Regions from separate parts of the Gasterosteus aculeatus genome. Here region 2 is linked to region 1. The links are chromatin contacts, called in public Hi-C maps. All regions are on one chromosome and are shown on one strand. The core of a region is the stretch at or near the end of the contact, and the rest is flanking DNA. Distances in the headings are between cores, read along the strand shown. Region 1 overlaps syne1a (spectrin repeat containing, nuclear envelope 1a). Region 2 overlaps syne1a (spectrin repeat containing, nuclear envelope 1a).

Evidence for each region. Hi-C and Micro-C count contacts between places; a contact is called where the count stands out from the background.
Region 2: a Hi-C map of skeletal muscle shows a contact between it and region 1, with 2.0 times the contacts expected there. The contact joins two enhancer-like sites. A contact is called at or near these places in 2 of 6 Hi-C or Micro-C datasets (both in skeletal muscle).

The regions. Positions count from the first base shown.
Region 1 is chr18:8,957,070-8,963,572 of fGasAcu3.hap1.1, forward strand. syne1a (spectrin repeat containing, nuclear envelope 1a) reads right to left here. Exons shown (of 147, transcript XM_078093108.1): 86 at 6,490-6,503; 87 at 6,211-6,348; 88 at 5,754-5,939; 89 at 5,239-5,361; 90 at 4,860-5,042; 91 at 3,986-4,129; 92 at 1,874-2,104; 93 at 254-394. Among protein-coding and RNA genes, the nearest start is that of esr1, 43 kb to the left of the region's middle. Within about 2 kb of position 2,777, at least 9 of the 9 cell types and tissues checked have open chromatin away from gene starts, as enhancers often do.
Region 2 is chr18:8,993,872-9,000,882 of fGasAcu3.hap1.1, forward strand. syne1a (spectrin repeat containing, nuclear envelope 1a) reads right to left here. Exons shown (of 147, transcript XM_078093108.1): 41 at 6,705-6,858; 42 at 6,372-6,530; 43 at 5,548-5,730; 44 at 5,326-5,427; 45 at 4,545-4,748; 46 at 3,849-4,056; 47 at 3,131-3,243; 48 at 2,622-2,827; 49 at 2,384-2,545; 50 at 2,013-2,292; 51 at 1,586-1,758; 52 at 372-681; 53 at 119-283. Among protein-coding and RNA genes, the nearest start is that of syne1a, 45 kb to the right of the region's middle. Within about 2 kb of position 3,945, at least 1 of the 9 cell types and tissues checked has open chromatin away from gene starts, as enhancers often do.

The sequences.
Region 1 (6,503 bases), core at 1,527-4,026:
ATTAGGTACAAAAACATTTTTGAGCGATGTTAATCTGCATGGAAAACAGTATAGCAATCAATTACAGGTTGTGCAATCAATTCAAGCAGAAGAAGTAACTTTATGCTTGGTGACTCATAAAGATGGAGATTTGGTTTCTTACGAGTGACAATTTGAAGTGTAAGATTTAACAAAGACGGTGGTGGTATGGAGACCGGGCAGGTCAGGTAATGCTGGAGGGCTGTGGAGGAGACCAGGGTGGGGTTTGCAGTACCTGGCTAAGAGGAGTGTCAGCGTTAGCCCCCGGGGAGGGGGAACGACAGGCAGGGGGAGAGGAGACCTCGCTGTTGGTGCCCTCCTCCCCCGACTCCTCCGTCACAGGGGAGAGAAGTGTGTGGCAGCGGCCGGCTGTCATCTGACCACGCACACATCAAACGCGCACATCAAAAGAAGCAGGTTTAGGAAACGGGAGGCGAATCAAACAGAAAATGCCCGGATGTGAGTGAGGAGACAGAGAGAAAAATGAAGATAGAGCATACAAATTAATGGGGGAGTGCAGATTAGCCAGATTGCAGTGAGTACATTGATGATTAATTAGAAAGTCAGAAATCAAATACTGAGAAGAGACCAGATCACATTGCTGCTATTGACATCACAACTGGCAATACTTTTGACAAATTGACTCTGTACTTTAGCATTATAACACTGGATTTCTCTTTCAATAAATGAGCCACTGTAATTTTATACAGGATACGTCATAGGAAAGGAATGGCCATTACCAGGAAGTTGAAAATCAAACATTCAGTAAGTAGTAGACACAAGCACACACTGAAGTTATACTACATTAACAGCAGGAAGACTTTCTGAGGAATCCAGATGGTAAGGCATTGCATATTGAACCGAGAATACAGCAGCTGTCCTGGAAGTACCACAGTTGTCTGTGGGCCTGCATGCTTCAGTAGAGAGGTAGAGCAGAAATGTGAGCCAAGCCGTGGGCTGCTTTTTGGCAGTGAACTTGGCCGACTGACTCGAGACCTTGTTTTATTTGGTAGACTTTTTTGCCCGGGCTTTATGATGCAATGCAACGCAACGAAGAGGAGGGGCACAACAGCGCGTGTGGGAAAACTATTCCAAGTACTTAGAGGCTGAAAAGCACAGTCCCAACACCGTGGTTACGATGACACGGCACTAATAATGTTAAAACAATATCCAAGATATCAGCAGTCCTGGCAATCCATTTCTGCCACACACACACACACCGACTTATCAGGCTGGGCTGACACACAAACACGCACGCATGCAGTAGTATCCTGTTTCCTGGTATGCTGAGATCAAACACACCACAAACAGCAGCAACAGAGCAAAGAGGCTTTGAGAACTAAATCTGAATGAAAGACAGAGAAAGAGAAGGTATTAAGGTAAAAAAGCCCTGCAAGAATCGGGGTAATACGAACTGAAATTACACAGCACAATGTCAGTGCGGCAACACACTAGAGGAGACAGTATAGTAACACTTGCGGTTACATGGACTACAGGATAGATGCACAATTTGAGCCTCTGATTGAGCCTGCTGATCAGAGTTTAATTGCACAGACATAAACGTGTGACCTGTAATTATTACTGTCATCCACAGACACCCTCTAATTTGGGATAACTCTAGGCCAATTCCCATCATGGTGAAATGAGCTCTAAACACCCTCTATAAACTACTAAATGGTACCTGGTGTTTCCTTTTTGCAGTTTTGAGAAGCAGTGGTGTGGACAGAATAGGAGAAAGGATAGAAGCTACACACACACACACACACACAAACATTGCCCTCAAGAGGCATACAGCCATGCGGTACGTCATGAGTTAGTTTGTGGGTGTGTGTCCAAAAGAAGCTGTTCCACTCACCATGACGACAGAGGGGTGTGCTGGAAGCTGCTTGTTGGCCGCACCGTTGGTGGTTGCCAGAGAACCGGGCAGCTCCTCATCACTCAGCTCCTCCATGCAGTCCGAATGGCCGTCCACCTCGTTGACCGTCAGCAGCATGGTGGCGTGTTTGGCTTTCACCGTCAGCATCTTACACTTGGAGTGGAGCGAGGCTATTTGCTCCTGGTAGCTGCGGATCTTCTGGCCCAGCTCCTGTCAAAACATCCCACCATAAAAGACAGAAAACTCCACCACCCTCCGGGGTCAGGAGAGTGTGGTTCAGTCCACAACGGATGATCAATAGTTCCTGGTAAAGTAGGCTGCTGAGAGAGAAAAAAAAGGGGATGGTTGCGTGGGTTCAGCGCGAATGTGGTGCCGGCTTGAGAGTTGACGCAGTCTCTTTCCTCCCCGGTCTCTTGCTTTAGGCTTCACACTGTGTAGGACTGGAAAAGAGAATAGCACTGCCTCACTCTCTCCTTTTGCTCTCTCTTCTGCATCTCCCGGCCAATCGGAGCAGCACAGAGGCGGGTGACTCGGAGCAGCAGTGCAGCCAACAGACAGGATGTTTGGTTGAGAGAGAGAGAGACCCTCGCAGAAATAGTTCAAAATCTCCCAGACACTCCTACTCGTACACATACACGATTGGCAAGAGAAAAACAGGAAGTGATCTCACTGGCTCCACCCCCTTCCCTTCCTCTGCCCAACGCTTTCCTCCTCCAACAATCCTCGAGAGAGATTCTTTTCAACAAAAGGGAGTCGTAAGGAGAGAGGGAGCATTAAGGGAGTAGGACAGCGACAAAGATGGTGTCAAATTACAGCTATGGCATGAGGCGGGTTCCAACTCCTCCTTGCCTCCTCCCCCCTTCCACTCCCTGTGTCCCGCAGATGGTCAATGCACTCATAATCAGGTCATGTGACTAACTGGGCCAGTAGCGCTGCAGCTTTCTGCTCAGCTTAGAGAGCAAACAGACATAAACACACTCCCTTGCTAAGTCACTCTGCGGCACAGAGATTGCAGTAGCAATAAAATACCTACAGACAGCAGGGTCAATATTTTCCCCGTCAAGTAATAGGAATAGATCAAATCTGCCCGAGCCGAGCATATAAAGTTGAAACGCAATAATAAAAGTGTTTGCTTCTGTTTCTTTGCAGGTCTTTGTCTCTCAGTCTGCCACCTCTCTCCTTCCAGCAGGAGATGAAATGCTTTTACACAGCAAAGTTGAACTGCAACCAAAAGCACGGGCCTCGCAAAAAAAGATACACTTCACAAAGAACTTTTTTTCCAAGGAATGCAGACTATCTTTACATGAACCATCAGTTACTGGAGGAATGTTTTTGAGTTGGGCTTGTAGGGGCACAACCCAAGGTTTTTTCACACCTGCCGTATCTGGTGGCAATGATCTGATAACACATTGACATTTGTACTGCAGTATTTAGTCGAGAGTTTATGGTTTTATAGAGGCAACAAACAATCCCTGATTGTTGAATCAATCAACAAAATGGGAAAGAAAATATAAATAAATTGCAGAAAATTATGAATTTGATGCCTTCAGAAACAACACAGGCTGACAAAGGCTCTGACTGCTTCCGTCGTCACGGTTGTCCACGACTACTTGAAGATGTGCAGCATCAGTGCTGCCTTGACTTGATATCTTACACTGTTGCAAAGCACAGGAAATATATTATGATTCAAACATCGGTGCTTGATTTGGGCCTTATTAGAAACGTTTTTAGACAACAGACAATCACCGTCTTGTCAAATGCCAAGTGGCCTCTCTTCTGTTATCCTGGTGATGTGATCTTCTTATCTCCATTACAGTCAATGTCCAGAAACTCTTTATGTCCCTGTTGCTTTGCTGTTATTTCACAGCCTACTTGATGATAACAAGCTGTGCATTTCATCAATAAAGACTAATCATAAACTGCACAATATGGCCAAAAGTGTTGTTCATGATTCCTCATCCTCCGGCTACAGCTTACAATGATATCATAAACAATATTTTGCTTCGAACTTTGTGGAAAGTCAAAACCAGATATAAGTTGTATATGATATATGTTTTAATAACTATATGAGAGAGAATGTTTCTCACTGACCTCATGGTGGTGTATTTGAGCCTGAAGTTCCTGGATATTATTGGTGGAGACGGGTCGGTCCTGGATGATGCGGTGAGCCTCTTCTATTAATCTCTGGAGGTTCTTTACTTCCTGTTCATACTGCTCGTACTGCACCACAGCCTCCTGGGAAGGAGAAATCATAACAAAGAAAGCTTGAAGCCGCATATTTTGTCAAATAATTATAAAATGTGACACATATTACTTTAAGGGAGTCAGTGTCAGACATCATCTCTTCCACCATCTATGTCACAATGCTTTCATGATATCGATTACTATGCACAGTATCACTAAGTGTAACTACATGCATATCCAGTGGGGCATTTGACAGAAGGTGATGAAGACATTATATTCAAATATCTTAAATCCTAAAGGTAGACATCTGAGATTTGCTGCTGTTGGAGTAAAGACACGTTTTAAACACCTCTTCTGTTGATTATGAGATCTCAAAGTCTGCGTAAGCAAAACCTCCAAGATAAAACTTATAATATTGCAGTTATTGATCACACATTTGATCCTCAGAAAAGATCAGACAGACTGACTCTTTGTTTCAAATCTTCAGTTTGGATGAATCATCATTACAATGAGCCCAAAACCAAGGATAGGAGGATAGCAGTGGTCTAATAGGGGCTCGACAAAAACACAGGCATTCCTGAGATGGCCTGTTGGCACGCTGCAGCAGGAGTTTGAGCAACCAGTGGCAAGTCAATGTAGAACTCTAGAACTCCTCCCACAGGGTGACAAATGACCAATATAGATGTCAACCGCTTCGAGGCATGACGATTTTTCAGTTTTTACAGTTCTTATCTTGACAGATCATTTGGTCGTTTTAGGGGGGGACAGAACTGCCCTCTACCTGCAGGATGTTGCACTGCTGGATGGTGGTGTGCTGCAGTTGGCTGGCTTCTTGCTGCAGAATCTGAGCTGTGCGGCAGATAGTCAGGCTGGCCACTACCTCCTCTGGAAGCCGGAGGGCGCTCTGACACTGCTGTACTGCCGCCACCTGCTGCTTGAAGCCCTCCATTTCCACCAGCAGACGCTTATAAGGGAATGGAGGGTTGCAAGAGAGTGAGGAGGAATTGTTGGGTGTGTTAGTAAGCAATGCTGTAATGAGAAGAGTTGCCTCTAAGTTGACGCAGTTTATTACAGTATTTGTAATTGTCTACATGCAAACATACATGTGCAGTATTCTGTTAATGTTGAAATTCTGATCTTTACTAAAACATTTTTATCACCTGTCTCTGTGTGAGCTGCTCTCTGAGGCTGAGTCTGTTGAGGTCTGGCGAGGCAAGTGTGATCTGGATCTGGTCTACAGCAGCATGGAGGATCTTCACCTCCGCCTCCAAAAGCAACATGTCCTGAAGGCAACAAATTACATGTTATATTGTATTTCATGTTATATTCAATTTACATTTGTAACAAAAGTCATGCTATATCTACACTCTAGACCCAGAAATCTATAAAAAAGCACAAAATATTATTATTATACCACGTGTATGGCAATAAGATTACCGTAACAAATTACTGCTGCACGACAAGATAAAGCAGTGGATAAAATTATGATGGTGCAGTACTCATTAATGACCACGGCCACAGGCCACTGTTGTGTTGTTGTCCTTGTTTTGCACCAAAATGTTCTGATTTAAAAAAAAAAAGTAAGTACGTTTCATAATAAAGATAATTTGATGAGGCTAAAAATAATTTTGAGGTGAAGTAGTACTGGTGTCTAAAGGCAGTACGTCGTTCATACCTTTGCTGCATCCTGCAGACTCTGGAGGCGAGTCTTGGCAGTTTGCTGCAGCTCCTCGGTGTGTCTGCTGAGGTGTTTCACCTGCTGGATCCACCCCTCCGTCTGCAACACCTCCCCTAGCTGCCCCTCCCTCTCCCCCATGGCCTCCAAGTCACCATGGAGACCACGGCACTCCCGCAGCAACGCCTGTCACCATAGGAACATACATAGGAACATAAATTACACATCAGACAGAGGAGCATTTTGTGTTGTGTAATTATACTAATTAAGGTCGGCCAACAGTACATGACATTTCACTGAAAATCCAATAAGTGAGAGACCCTAATTAACTGTTAATTTGTGGGGCGTCTTCAGATTAACTAAATTGATATAGGGGATATTAATATTTAATCTTTTGGACAAATAAATATAATTTCTTTCAGAGATATTAAAGCCATCTCTACTGTAGTGTGCTCACCTGGTGTGCTCGAATTTGCTCCTGCATCTGTGACGCAGACCCCCAGATTATACCACCAGTCACCAGAGCTTCTGCCTTCTCTGTCCAGCCCAAAATAAATGCCTTCATACCCCGATATTCCTCCACCTGTCTCTCTGCCTGCTCAGCAAAGGAAGAACAAGACAAACGTTTAAGAATGACAAATATAACACTGTGCACTGTATTTTTGGTTTGTTTATGGGAGCAACATTGTGAACTGACAGAGTCTACATCACATGTTGAACTGAAAGAAAGTCTCACCTTCTTCAGTCTGT
Region 2 (7,011 bases), core at 2,695-5,194, 38 kb after region 1:
AGGCTTGTCACCAGTCAGCACATTGTTATGATTAGTGTAGTTTAAATAAGTGTATACAAAGAAAACAAAAGGAGTGTCAGCCGGCATCAGCGAGAGGATTTCTTTATATCTGCCTTACCCTCACTTCTGACAGTTTCTTTTTGATGGAAGCAGAGTCCCCTGACGTATCAGACCAGTGATGTAGCTTTTCTCCGACACCCATCAGCCAATCAGTGAGCTCTCGAACAGCCTCCAGGTATTCTTGGTGTTCCAACACAACGGCCTGTGATAGACGTACTCTCTCCTGAAGACAATGAACACAATCAGTCAACATTACTTTAAAATAACAAAGCACTTACATGTAATCAAATTAAGATGAAGTAACGTTATACCTCCACCAAGGCTGTGAGGTCATCAAACTGGCCCTGCAGTTGGGTGCGGGCACCGTGATTAAAGCTGGCATCGCCAGTCTTCTTGAACAGTTCTCTGGCTTTCTCTTCGAGGCTGGACAGAGCCACCTGATGGTCTTCCAGATCAGCCAACAGAGCTCTGAGTCTCTCCAACTGGGAGGCCTTCTCTCTGGGCCCTGGCTGAGGGGTGAGGGGGGCACACACCTCTCTCTCTACAGCCTCCATCCAGCATCGCAGCTGGGAAGCACTCTCCAGGTATCCTCCCCACTGCGACACGGTCCACTCTAATCGACTGGAGGAACAAAACAAGATATTTTTGTGGTTGTCTTTGACTGGAAAGTGTGGAACATGCATTTTTAGTCAAATCTGAATAAACATGGGAAGTATTACACCGTTTTCTTATGTGTTTCTTATGTATCTTTTCACTGTGCAGGTACAGTGTATATTTGATGATGAGGCCAATACATCTAAAAATGGGCTGTAATACTGGCTTAGTACCTTTATGCCCTGGTTCAAAACACACAGATTCACACAATTTTCCTTTGCCATCTGTTATCGCTTCATGTACAAATATGACCAATAGCCGTTCCCACACACACACACACACACACGCGCACTATTTCACCGGATACCCCAGGCCTCCTGATATCCCCTTCACCTTAAAACACAAACACACCCCGTGTGTGACTAACGGTTTTCCATCAACCATTTAATCCCTAATGAGATTCATTTTTCTAATTGCTCAATTAAACAACAACACCCACTGGACTGATGCACGTGCACAGACAAAAAGAGAACGTACTAAATCAAATACGTTAATCAGATTTATCAAATGAGACAAATACTGCTCATTATGTATTTAACCTAATGGTATTGAATGGCATTGAGACATCAATCCGTTACGGTGAAATAACCTGTCCGAAGAGAGGATTTTTTGGCACATGAGGTAAATGGCCTCTAACATATCCAGGGCTTAATGGATTAATAGATAAATAAAAAAAACAGAAAATCGATAATGGTTTGCTGTTTATTATTTGGCAGTTTGTCCAGTTTCTGCTATTGTGAATGCAATTCGGCAATGATGACATAACTCTAAGTTAAGGGAAGGACCTATTCTTCCTTTTGGCTTTAATTGCACACATAGAAGCTAAACCATCACATACTTTGGGTGATGAAAAAAAAGGTGAACGCTCTACCTGTGGCAGCTCATGGCAGTCACAATAAGCGTGGCCCATGCGTCCTCCACTTCCTGTAGCTGAGAGCGGACTACTTCCTGTCCGGCGGCTCCATAGCTGCGCAGGGCCAACTCGCCCTTACCCATCGCCATATTCAGCTTGACCTCGCCCTCCCCCTTCAAAAGCAGGATGTCCTGTGCAAACAGATAGAGGTCAGAGTGATCTGGATTTAGACATCAGAAATATTGATGAATACATTCTCAAGCAAACAGCTCCATCTTGTGTTTACCAGAACAACTGTAGAAAAACTATTAGTGTAGTTTAATCAAGTAAAGAAAAAAATACGTGTGGGCAATCCTAAAGAATCCAACCCCTTTTATCTCATTATATAAAATTATTAGTGTAAATTACAGATACATATAGCCTACCAGTCAAAGCCCCTTATTACCTGCACAGTCTCCAGCCTCTGCTCTAACTGCTCTTTGGTCCCCATGGTGCTGTCTACAGTACCCAGTCTCTCCTGGATCTCCTCCAGCCAGGCCCAAACCCCTTGGAGGGTCTCTCCAAAGGCCTGGCTCCCTTGGCAGCCTCGCAGCTTCTCCCTGGCTGCCTTCAACAGGGCCTGGTGCTCCATCTGGAGCTGGCCTGTCATTCTGACCTCCCCTCCTGATCCCCGGCATGCTTCAGACAGAGACTGGGCCTCCTGGCCGAGATGCTCGATGGAGTCCCTTGCAAGAGACAATGATATTGTTACGAATGTTTGACAACCCACGCTCGGGCGTCGACAACATATGGCTTCACACACCCACGTATGCACACCTTTTTGCAAGCAATTCCTCATGGAGGTTTTCTATCCTCTTCAGCTCTTCTGTGATGTCTTGGGCTCCTTGCTGGCACTCCCCCCCAAGAACGGGTTCTCTCTTGAGGCTGAGATCCATCTGCTTCAGCCAGTCTCTCATTCCCTCCACACAGTCATTAAAGCTGGAGAGGAGGTGCGTTGGCGTTTAATTATGATTTATTTGCATAAACACATGACACAACAACAATAGTAACTTACTTTCTCATGAGGTCAATACTCTCTTCCAAGTCTCGTTGGCTCTGAGAGCAGCAGTCCAGGTAGCTCCTCCAGTCTTTCTGACAGGAGGAGAGATGCTCTCGGATCTGTGCTGCTCCAGCTTTAGGCAAGTGGAGTTGTAGCCTCTCGGCTTCCACACGAACCTTAGAAAGACACTCTTCCCCCTCAGATCTCCGCTCGACTGACACCTGTGGATGTGTACAGAACATGTACAGACTTATAACACTCATATGTAACACTCAATTACTTCCTAAAAAGTGGTATAACGATATAAACAGCACACTTCATCTAAGAAAGATGCTGTAGTTTGTTCAATACAAGCCCAGATTTAGTTTGGCACAATGATGACATTTTGTATAGGGTAATGTAGTAAATATCAACAAGTGCAGTTACTAAAAACTGAGAGACTTGTGCATGATTTTGGTTTAACACAATTCCCTGACAACTGCACCAAAAGAAAAGCATAATGGAAGTATGGAATATAACAATACCTTTAACCGCTGCAACTTAGCTCCAAGCACCGCAACATCCCCTGATAGATTGGAACATTCTTTCAGCTCCAACTTCAGATCTGTGAGCCGGGAGTGGAAGTCTTGGATGAGATCTGCTTAGAGTAACATAAAGGACTGGTAAACAAAAGGCAAAATAAACAATGGCGACAAGTTGAGGAAAACTGAGGTGTTAAAATAAAGGCGCAGAATATTTAAAAGTGAAGGGACCCGAAGGAGGAGAGTGGGAAGAGATGTGTTGCGGCAGATACTAAGTGCGGGCGTGTCCGCGCTGTTGTGTGCTGGGTTGCCTTGGCAACAAGCCCAAAATGACACCCTCGAGAGCAGATGTGACAAGAGCGGCATTAATCTCTGAGGCACAGGTGTGTGTCTGAGCAGTTAGAGCACCAGTGTAACACACAGTGTGCAAACAGAGTGTGGGCTGTTGTGGATGGATTGAGTGTGCTATGGGAAAAAATGTAGGTTAATCAACAATAAATCTGTGCACCAATGACAAATAACCTCCCATCATGTAGTTGTGCACTGTTTGATTGGATTATTATAAGATTTTGAAGTACTATTAAAATACATATTTATTAAAGGGGAAGTTGTGAAGGTAAAGAACAAAAACGCCATCCAGGAGATCATTTAATAAAACATTAAACTATCTGGATTGAAATTGTACTCCAGAATACCCTCTTTACAGATACACAGCGATTACCGTTGAAGTGGAGCTGCAGCCCATCCTGCAGGCTGCCCTTGGTCTTGGCACAGCGTTGGGCAACAGCCTCTGTTCGCTTGACAATGGAGGTGAGGTCAGAGGAGAGGCATGACAACTCCTGAGAGGGATGAGACCTGCACAGCGCACTCAGAGCGTCCCTCGCTGAGTCCATGTCTGCCCTCTGTTGCTGCACAACGCTTTGCAGGTCCTGTAAATGAAAAGTGAGAAATAAGAGGATGTATATTGATAATTGGGGTTAAAGGGTGGTGGAGAGGGCAGAGTGTACATGTTCATCCACCTCGCAGATGTCAATTACTGCCAGATTAGAATGTATTCTTATGAAGAGTCTAAGCTCTGATCTCCTAAAGAGGGTCATAATTGAGGACAATAGGATACCAGGCGAAAATGTTCTCTGTGTTTAAAACATGCGATAGAAATAAACTAGCATTCTCTTAAGCCATTTAAATAATTAAGGCTTCACAAATGAAATGTTGTCTCATTGTATTAACTCATTTTGTGTTTTCATAGTGTAGATAGGAAGTAAAAAAGATGGTAATAGAAATAACTTTTGAATAAGAGGAAAGACTGCATGGTTACTTCTGGCATATTCTTTATGTACTCCTATGTAATCTGATATGTATTAGAATTTACTCATTGTGTTTTTGAATCACATTAAGGGAAATGATAGTGTCATACCTTTACTGTACCAATGTCTTCGGGAGAAGTAGCTTCAGTGAGGTCAGATAAGGAGCCCTCAACTGCCACCAGCCGCTCGGCCATCTGGGACATGAGGTCCTCCAATCGCTGCTTCTGGAAACTGAAGTACGTCACAGTGTGTTTTGCCTGGTTGTACACCTCTCGAGCATGGGCCATTTTCTTCCTCAGGTCCGACTCCAGGACCTGGTTCAATAAAGAAATGAAATAACATCATATCACCATATTCCCACGGAAACAACACACGCACAATGTGCTTTCAGGTGCTTATGATCCTTTTTTCCCATTTTAGTTTTTTTTGATAATTTTGATATCTACAAACAAATAAACCGAGCAGATGACCATGGCAACAAACAATAATCTGAAAACAAATTGAAAAATCGGTTTTGGAAGTAGTCTATCCCCCCTTTGTTCGGTATTTGGGGTCCTGAATAATGTATAATAATTTATAATAATAAATCCTTACCCCGTTCTTATAGTTTTTCATCGTCTGCCTGGATTCTACACATTTCATGACATTTACTCATCTACTCATGTCATGTCATTTGTGAAGCATTTGTGTTTATGTTCCATCCATTTTTCTTTTATATATTTTGTTAAATTCCTATTTTTGATTATGTATTTAAAGTACATGATCGTAGGTATTTTGGTTCTTATTTCTGCACCATTGGGAGTTTTGTAACAGAGTTTAAAATGCCCTGGCCTAAATGTCAATAGAAAAAAATATTTTTTAGCTGTTATATTCAACACTTTTACTCCCCACCTGCATTTGAATCGGAGTTTCTTGCAGTTTAGCTCGCTCCTTCAGCTCTGTGACTCTCTCTTGCAAGGTATCCAGCCTCAGTTCCCTCTTTTCGACCTCAGCCTGTAGATCAAAGGGCCGGACATTACAATAAAATCACACCCACTATGAAGTCACTTTGAAAACGACACCACCACAATCATTCACACACTGTTTCATGCAGACGGTCCAGCCTGCTCTGACCTGAAATGTGGCGAGACGGACCTCCGTCTGCTCTTCATCACCGAGGTTGGTAACACTGTCGGTGATATCAGCGATGGAGCCGGCAGCCCATTGGTTGATGTCGTGCTCCATGGACTTGAGGTCATTCCACAGTGCTACACAGTAGCCCAGTCTCTCTGTGTTGGTTTGTATTCTCTCTGAGACCTGAAGGAACAGAGACCAGCAATCTATTTAAGTATGGAATTGGACATGTCTCAATCAACAGGAGACTAAGGGGAGGTAGGATCTGTCTCCCTCTTTGCGTGTAGTTTTCTCTCGGTGTAACAAGGGACGGCACGCTTTACTGGGAAATGGAGGGAAAAACAAGACTCAATTGGTTTGACAGATGTGGGGATGAGAAGTGAGAGGAGGAGAGAGACAGAAAGGCACATAATGTGTCTAGACTTGTTTATATTTCTGTCTCATTTGTGACAGCTAAGCAGGCAACTAAATCTCTCAAGAGGAAAAAATTAAAAAGGGGAAAAAATTAAATAAATATCATTATAAGAGGAACAGCAAGTGTTTTGCTGAGCCGTAATGTGGATGTCAATATTGATTTTCACATAAAACCACACCACAAATCCCTTCTTAGTCGTTATCACATTTCAACTCCAGACAGAATTCATAAAGTACCCACGTGTCAGAATGGGGACAAATCACTACAGTCCTCAAGTATTATTTCACCATGTCCGAACACCTAGCTCAATTTGTCTATATAAAAAAACAGCTCCATGATTTCAGCCGTCTGGGCTTTTTCACCAAAATAGTGGCAGGGCACAGCATGCGTTATATCGACTACCATTCACCTCCAACCACTGGTCTCTTAACGTCTCCATGTCTCTCTGGATGGAGCTTGCATCAGAGTTGGGAATCTTCTCCAGTTCTCTCTGCAGGTCCTCCACTGTGCTGATGAGCTGGTCCATTGCTTCCTGCTTTTCTCTCAGCTCGGCTTGGACCGTATCATGCTGGAGGGACAGAGAAGAGTGCAGAGGGAATGATATGAGAACACCACTATCGGGAGAGATACTGTAAACTCTGTGATTTTAAGAAAGGAAACAAATAAATCTTCAACTATATGATAATATACATGACATATATAAAATAATCTGGACGATAGATTTAATAAAAAAGGTACTGACTCGTGTTAAAATCCTTTTGGCCTCCTGAGCGGTATGGCTGTGGTCAGGCAAATTGTAAGAAACAGCTTGAGCACTCTCAACGACAGTGATGAGGGTTGACTTCAAGTGGTGGAACTGGCGGAGAAGATCTACTACAACTCCACTCTGCTCTTGACTGAATGAGAAAAAAAAAGTCAACAGCGTTATTAGACATATAATTTGGCACTGGATTAAATTACAAAAAACTATGCAAGCGCTGTTTAACTGTTGCTGCTCTATATCACGAAAAAAAAAGTTATGGAATTTATATGATACAAATAAGTAAAAA